2 separate regions of the Sus scrofa genome follow, and region 1 is linked to region 2. A link is a contact called in public Hi-C data. All regions are on one chromosome and are shown on one strand. The core of a region is the stretch at or near the end of the contact, and the rest is flanking DNA. Distances in the headings are between cores, read along the strand shown.

Region 1 (4,275 bases), core at 875-3,374, 160 kb after region 2:
GACAGGAACTCCCTTTTTTTCTTTTTATGGCCGCATTGGGAGCATATAGAAGTTCCCAGGCTAGGGGTTGATTCAGAGCTGCAGCTGCCAGACTATGCCAAGGCAACATCAGATCTGAGCCACACCTGTGACCTATGCCGCAGCTTAAAGCAATGCCGGATCCTTAACCCACTAAGTGAAACCTAACACCATCCTCACAGAGACAACATTGGGTCCTTAACACACTGAAATCACAATAGCAATTCCACCTCAATTCTTACTTGAACTTGTAGCCTCTACCCCAGCCCCACATCCTGAGCCTCATTTTGCTTTTTTTTTAATCCCATGGCACTTATCTTGCAACCCACTTTTTCTATATTGTTTACTTATTTCAACGTGCCTATGGTTGACTGTCTCCTCACTTAGAATGTAAGCTCTATGAGGAGTTCCCATTGTGGCACAGCGGAAACGAATCCAACTAGGAACCATAAAGTTGTGGGTTCAATCCCTGGCCTCGATCAGTGGATTAAGGAACTGGCATTGCCATGAGCTGTGGTGTAGGTCACAGACGCTGCTTAGTTCACAGACGCTGCTCAGATCTGGTGTGGCTGTGGTGTAGGCCGGCAGCTATAGCTCTGATTAGACCCCCTAGCCTGGGAACCTCCATATGCCACGAGTGCAACCCTAAAAAGCAAAAAAAAAGAATATAAGCTCAGAGTTCCCTGTGGCGCAGTGGTTAACAAATCCGATGAGGAACCATGAGGTTGCGGGTTTGGTCCCTGGCCTTGCTCAGTGGGTTAAGGATCCGGCGTTGCCATGAGCTGTGGTGTAGGTTGCAGACGTGGCTCAAATCCCGCATTGCTGTGGCTCTGGCGTAGGCCTCAGCTACAGCTCCCATTAGACCCCTAGCCTGGGAACCTCCATATGCTGTGGGAGTGGCCCAAGAAATGGCAAAAAAAAAAAAAAAAAAAAAAGGAATGTAAGCTCTACGAGGGTAGAGATTTGTTTTGTTCAGTGATATAAGTGATAAAGCCTAAACATAATGAACAGAGCCTGGCACACTTAGTGCTTACTAAGGACTTGTTAAATACTCAAGGTATTCGTTACAGTATTGAAAATAAACTGGAAATGACCTAAATGCCTACCAATAGTGGGCTAAGTAAACTGCAACACTAGTAACAGGTGTGGAAAAGACTGAGGTAGCGTGATATGAAATGATTTTCAAGATACACAGAAGAGTGTGCTTAGCAGGCAACCATTTATATAAAAACGGAGACATACAGTCAGTCATACGTGGGTGTGGATATTAACAGTGTACTTCTGGATGAGGCACACTGGAGCCTGGGATGGGAGGGAATTTATAAGTCTGCTGTTATTTAATAGATATTTATTTTTAGCTCCTTTATTGTTTTCTTTGAAGGATGCTGGAGATGTCTAGCAGACGTATATCTTGTTCTGGTCAGGTTTACAGTCTAGTTGGGTATATTAGATTAACATGTACAAGTGACAAGTGATGTAAAGCAGAAGGTATATAATAGTTGCAAAAGGGAAAACAGATAATAGAATTCAGTGATAGGGAAGCTCAATTAGGGCTGAAATTTTCTAGGACAGAGTTAGGATTAAAGGTTGGTTTTGAAGAACTGAATAGGTTTGGGGGCTTTACGGGAAAGGCTTCTAGGTCAAAAGAACAATATGAGCGGAGGCAGAGACCAGCAAGATGAGTCCGCTGTTTTTTAAACCAGGTCCCTGTGTTACTATTCGGTGATAAGAAACTACTTGAAAATAGAAAAAAGAAAATAAGGTAGAGAGGGAGAAAAATAAAAACCCAGCAGAGGAAGAGCCAGGGATCACCAGCACAGCCGCCTCCAATCCTCCCAAAAAGTCTGTAGTGCTCCCAGCTTGGAGGAGTCTTTTCCTGAGTGAAGAGTAGAGTTCAAAGAGAGTGAACCGACCACCTTAAAGCCTTCACAACAGGAAAGGGTGGGAAGGGCCACGACAGAATGTCTGGGACCCGGTTCCCAGCAAGTCCCTCCAGGGTCTTGAGGTTGCTCGGAGGTCGGTCGACCAGCCACCCAACTCACCTCTCGCCGCAGCCGGGAATTCTCGTAACTCCCTGCGCACGGCGTCCAAAGCCGCTTCCGCCATGACGCCGCTGCCGCCCGAGGCTCCGCCCTCTCCCCTTAAGGCCCCGCCTCCGCTCCGAGGCCCCGCCCCTCCCTGCGGCTCACGCATTCCGCCAGGCTCCCAGCGGCGTCCCCTCCACTCTCCGCCAATGAAGTCTGCGCCTCCAGCCTCCCCCACACCCCCAATCCCCACCTCCTCAGACGACTGACTCCACCCCACCTGACGGGACACTGCGCCTTCTCTCGCCTGCCTCACTCGCAGGCATCCTAGTTAGCAAATGATTGTGTTTATTGATGAGTTCATACATCAATACAAACGGACATGTTAAAAATAGCCTCTGCCCCTTGAGACCTGGGGAGGAGGGAAGCGCCACGGCCTGGACAAAGTATAAAAGTTATAAATAAGGGGCTTTCGAAACTGGGTCAGGGCAAATCTGAACGGGGGCAGTGACAGCTGCCGGTAGCCTCACACATGCAGAAGGGGATGAGCGCCGGCCACAAGACCCCACCCCCACGCCCCCGGCGCCGGGCTGTGGGTAGGGAAAGGGCGGCCACCTCCTCACAAACCTTGGCAGGAGTGTAGTTCCTTCCTCGTGAAAGAGACTGGATGGCGAAAAACCCAGCTCAGATCCCCACTTGGAGTGGGCGGCTGGTGTGCAGGTTAGGGGTACAGTAGGAGTGGGTTTCTAACTCTGACAAGGGAGCTGCAGCCCTGCCCGGGATCCACCCTCAGCTTAGTGAGCATTCTCAGGCCAGTTCTTTGCAGCTTGGCCATGCAAGTGGTGGTAGTAGAGAATAGTGAGGGTGAAACAGCTTTCACCTGTTCAGGTGCACGCAGCCTGACAGAAACAGAGCTGTGCATGCTTCAGAATCCAATTTCATTCTAAGCCTCCACCTCTAGAGCCAGCAAGGCCCAAAGGCCAGTCCGTGGGGATAATGGGCTTTTGGGGCCTGGAGCTGCAGTAGAGCTACCCTGACTTACCGGAAGCAGAGGGAAGCAGTTGGGCCCAGAGACACATGTTCTTCACCCCAACTCTTCAACAACTGCTTCACCACCTGGTCCTACTCTATCTACTTGCCCACTGTGCCCTATCTCCTTCCCCTACACCCCAAATCTGCCCTTCTAATTCTAATCTATCCCCTCACCTCTACCACTTACCTGTCCCACCTACCACCTTTCCAGTGTGTCTCTTGGCCCTTGCTGCAGTCCCATGTGCCTCCCTCTCCTCAACCTCCAGTATCTAGCACCCACTGCTGTCTTTGGGGAGGCTCCTTCTACCCAAGCCAGACACTCTATGGGCCATCTCACATCAGCTAGGCTGTGGACACCAAGAATCCAAAATTCAGGCTTCCATGAAAAGGGATGCAACTCAGTGTGTTCCATCCCTTTTCATGTTCTTTGATAAGAGACAGGATGGTGAAGCTAGGGCAGGACATGAGAGGAAACCAGGTGCACATCAGCCAGCCAAGTGCTCTAACAGTGAACATTCAATGTGTGTGTGTGTTACTTCACCTGTGGCCAAGGTCTTTAGAAGGTGGGCCAGTGCCCTGTAAACCATAAGGGACATTCCAACACAGACTTCTGACTAAGCATCACTCAGGACATGGGGAGAAGGTGGCCTCGGCTCCAGCAGCCTGCTGGGGACCAGGGCTGGAGGCCAGGGAAGGCCAAGGGGCTGAGGAAAGGTAGGCCAGGGCTTCTTGTTTGCCCAGCAGAGGGCTTTACTGTCCTGCAGCAATGTCCCATAGCTGGCATCACAAGTTCCGGCCAGGAGAAAGGGGGCACCGGAAGAGACAATGCTAAGACCCTCTGTAGGGGGAATGGGAGTGGAATGTGGGGGCTCAGGCCTTGATACCAACTCAAGCCTCCTGATGGCTGGGAGCTCTGGTGCCCCGGAGGGCCAGAGGACTCGCCTTTCTGAACTGCTAGGAGGTGGGGAAAACAGATAACCCCCACCCTGGCAGCCAGGGGAGTGCAGCTGGTGTGGGGGGGAGTGGAGGTAGAGGTGACGCTCCGCTGTTGGCTAAAGGGCACGGATACCAGACGACTTCGCACCTCTACCCCACTGAATACCCTGTGTGTGCTCCACCCCAGGGAGCTGATCCCTGCAGTAATTTCAAATGGCTTCTAAGAAGAGAGGGCCAGCCTTTCCTGATTTCCCCCAGAGGGGGC
Region 2 (3,979 bases), core at 1,216-3,715:
GCTCTTCTTATTCATTCTTCCCTCCTCCCTAACCCCAGGCAACCACTGATCTTTTTATGGTCTTCATGGTTTTGCCTTCTCTAGAATGTCATATAGTAGCAATCATCCAGTGTGCAGCCTTTTTAGATCGGCCTCTTCCACTTAGTAATATAGATTTAGGTTTCCTCCATGTCTTTTCCTGGCTTGATAGTTCATTTCTTTTCATTTTTTATTTTTATTTTTATTTTTTTTTGTCTTTTTAGTTATTTCTTGGGCCGCTCCCGCGGCATATGGAGGTTCCCAGGCTAGGGGTCTAATCGGAGCTGTAGCCACCAGCCTACACCAAAGCCACAGCAACGCGGGATCCGAGCCGCGTCTGCAGCCTACACCACAGCTCACGGCAACGCCGGATCGTTAACCCACTGAGCAAGGGCAGGGACCGAACCCGCGACCTCATGGTTCCTAGTCGGATTCGTTAACCACTGCGCCACGATGGGAACTCCTCATTTTTTATTTTTTATTTTGTCTTTTTGGGGTCATACCCACAGCATATGGAGATTCCTAGGCTAGGGGTCCAATCCAGGCTACAGCTGCCAGCTTACACCACAGCCACAGCAACACAAGATCTGAGCTGAGTCTGCGACCTACACCACGGGTCAAGGCAACGCCAGATCCTTAACCCACTGTCAGGGATCAAACCGGCATCTTCATGGATGCTAGTCAGGTTCGTTAACCGCTGAGCCACAACAGGAACTCCTCATTTCTTTTTAGCTGAATAATATTCCACTGTCTAAACATACCACAGTTTGTTAATCCATTCATCTAGTTAAGGACACCTTAGTTGCTTCCAAGTTGAGACATTTCGGAATAAACTTCTGTAAATATTTGTGTGTGGCTTCTGTGTTGACATAAGTTTTCAACTTATTTGGGTAAATACCAAGAAGAGCAATTTCTGGATCCCATGGCAAGAGTATGTTTATATGGGTTTGTGTTTTATGTACTTAAAAAAACAATGAAGGCTTTACTTTTTTGTTGAGAAACCTACCTTTTTAAAATAATTTTTCTTTTATTTTAATTAGGCTTTTCCCTTCCAAAATTTTACAAATCTTCAGTAGCTTCTGAAGTAGTAGTTCTCCTTCTAGTAGATCTGTGGTGTCATTTTGACATTTCAGTCTTTGCTTTATTTTAACATAAAGCAGACATCTAACTTCATTTTCTCTTGGCTTTCTTTTCACTTCCCTGGTTACATATAGCTCCCTCTAAATATTTTATCCACACAACTCTAAAGGAGTTCCCATTTTACAAACAAGGAAACAGAGGCAGCGAGGAAACTCATTGCATTTAAAGTCACATAGCCATTAGTTTATATAGTCAGAATTCAAACCTAGTTCTTTTGATGACAAATCCTGTTTGCTCCACACAGCTTTGGTACTCAAAGTATGATCCATGGAAAAGCAGCATTGACAGAACTGGGAGACTGTTAGAAATGCAGCCTTGGGTTCCATCCCATACTCTGATTCAGAATCTGCATTTCTATCAAGTTTGACAAGCACTGTAGTGCATCCTCTTTCCCCAAAGTAAAGGTACACAGAATCACCTGGGGCTGCTTGTTGAGCTTCATTCCTCCTCAATGTTTTAACTCAGAAGGTCTGGGGTGATGACCAGAAATCTGCATGTTAACAAGCATCCGAGGTGCCTCACCACCACCACACTTGAGAAACTCTCTAAAACAACAGAGAACTATTCTAAAACTGTAACCTAGGGTACCAAAAATGATGGCTGATTATTTCTTCTAATTTCAATTTAGATGTGTCCTTTTCACCTGAAAAAGAGATTGGCTAGAAGGTAGCAGTAACTCTTTTCATGTCAATGTGTGGAAAATAGATTGTAATCATGAGGATGATGACTAAATCTTCGATTTTACAGAAAATTAAAGAAAACAAAGGGCAAAAGGCCTTCGATGGAGCCAGAATTTAGTAGAGGCAGCTGTGGATATGTAGGAGAACCATCTACCTAGGTAGATTGAGGCTGCGTACCTTACTTCAAATTTTATCAATTATGTGTCTTCACAACTAAAACGAGGTTTATAATAACCTGCCAGTGGGTAGAAAGAACCTGTTTGTCAACTTTCTGAACTTTTGCCCCTAGTGTCGACGTCCATAGGGCTGCGATGAGTAAACGCTCCGGGAGACTAAGCAGCCTCTGCAGGCTTGTTTTCTACCAGCTCAGATTTGCCCGGAAGCCGACGCCACCTGGCCAGAGGTGGAGCCCCGGCGACCCAAGCAGGCCCCTCGGCGGGTCAGTCTGTGCCTGAGGGTTCGAGAAACACCCTCTGCCCCGCCCAGTCCTTCCGAAGGTCTCCGTCATCAATAATTCATTAAGAGCCTCCTCTCCATTGGCTAGCGCCTCCACCCGCGCTGGCAGCGGCCCAATGAGGAACGAGTTGAGAGAGCTCTTCTGAATAGTGAACGAGCTCACGTGACGTAGCGACCGGGGATTGGCTAAAACGGCGCGAGGCGAGACCAGTCCGGGCGGGCGTGGTTAGGGCAGCTCGGTGTTGCCGGGGAGGGTCGAACCCGGAGGAGGGTCGGAGCTCGGAACCAGGACCGAGAGGGCGAGCGCGGGGCTCGGACGGGTGGACCGGCGTCAGGATGTTCAGCTGGATGGGGCGGCAGGCAGGCGGGCGGGAGCGCGCGGGCGGCGCGGACGCCGTGCAGACGGTGACGGGCGGCCTGCGCTCGCTCTACCTGCGCAAGGTGCTACCGCTGGAGGAGGCGTACCGCTTCCACGAGTTCCACTCGCCCGCGCTGGAGGACGCCGACTTTGAGAACAAGCCTATGATCCTGCTGGTGGGCCAGTACAGCACCGGCAAGACCACCTTTATCAGGTAACCGTCCCCGCCCGCCTCTCACCCCTGCCTGGACCCGTCTCCCACCACCTACGTGGAGACGGTCCTCCCCACGTGTGTGCGTGTTGTCACTAGCCTTTCGCCGTCCTCGGACCTCCTGCTGTGCCCACTTTCCCCTTGAAGGACCCCTCTCGTAGCTGCTTCTTCCTCCAGCATCGGCGTGACCACAGGTTCCTTGTCTGAGTGCGGTGCCCGGGTGTCCGAAGCCCCGCCTGGGGCGCGGCCGCCGGAGTAGGGACGCTGCCTGAAGTGTCCTCGGAACTCCTCCGCGAACTCTGAGCCCTCCTTCCTTGCTTTTGGAAAGGCAGTTCTCTGGCTAGCTTTATCTTGTCACCATAGCCCGGGGACCCGGAAAAGGGAAGGAAAGCAAGGCTACAATAAGCACTTTCCTGATGAGCGAGTGAGGCCCAGGGCTGGTAATGGGGACAGAGGTGTGGGATATCAGAATGTGTTATGAGTCAAACTGGCAAAGTTAAACCCCTAGCACAGTGCCCGGCGTATAACTTTATTATGAATGAATGAATGAATGAATGAATGAAAACAGAATATTGCCCGCCCCCTTCCCTTGCAGTTCTTCCATGCTGCCCCCCCACCACGGGGTTGGGCGTTGGGAGATGGGGTAGAGGCCGCCTTGATCCTACACTTGCACAGCCTCCCTTTATCCTGCCACAGGAAGTTAGCTGTGTGGAGCAGCCGCGCCAGCGCTCAGTGGAACTAAGGGGGAGTGTCATGTTACTATTCGTTAGTTTCCATTTCTTAGATGGGTCATTCCCTCCTCCCTCGCCCTTGACAACTGAAAATATTTGTCATGCTTGCTGTGTCTCTAAAAGCAAACAATTACTGTGCATGCCTTGACAGTTCAAATCATATAGTTCCAGAAGTGATTTTTGATGGGAAATAATTTATGTGGAAACAGATTGCCTTTTGAAGAGACTATTTTATTTTTAAAGCAGCTGGTATATTAACACTAACTTTCTTTGGTTGGGAGACTTATTTTCCTGGTTTTAACTCTGTGTCAGTTGAAACAAAGTGACTGATCATTTAATTTAAGGTTTTGGCCCATGGCTTTTGAAATGGTAACAGTCTCTTCAT

The links. Hi-C and Micro-C count contacts between places; a contact is called where the count stands out from the background.
Region 1: a Hi-C map of embryonic fibroblasts shows a contact between it and region 2, with 2.1 times the contacts expected there. The contact joins the promoter of JMJD7 here to the promoter of EHD4 in region 2. A contact is called at or near these places in 2 of 47 Hi-C or Micro-C datasets (embryonic fibroblasts and heart right ventricle) and 2 of 2 datasets of contacts at active chromatin or transcription factors (alveolar macrophages and skeletal muscle).

What each region holds. Positions count from the first base shown.
Region 1 is chr1:129,531,162-129,535,436 of Sscrofa11.1, forward strand. JMJD7 (jumonji domain containing 7) reads right to left here and starts at 2,125. Exons shown (of 8, transcript NM_001204244.1): 1 at 2,061-2,125. The coding sequence starts at 2,124. It overlaps MAPKBP1 (mitogen-activated protein kinase-binding protein 1), which reads right to left. Exons shown (of 32, transcript XM_021097365.1): 32 at 2,374-4,275.
Region 2 is chr1:129,372,050-129,376,028 of Sscrofa11.1, forward strand. It overlaps EHD4 (EH domain-containing protein 4), which reads left to right and starts at 2,466. Exons shown (of 6, transcript XM_021097351.1): 1 at 2,466-2,866. The coding sequence starts at 2,631.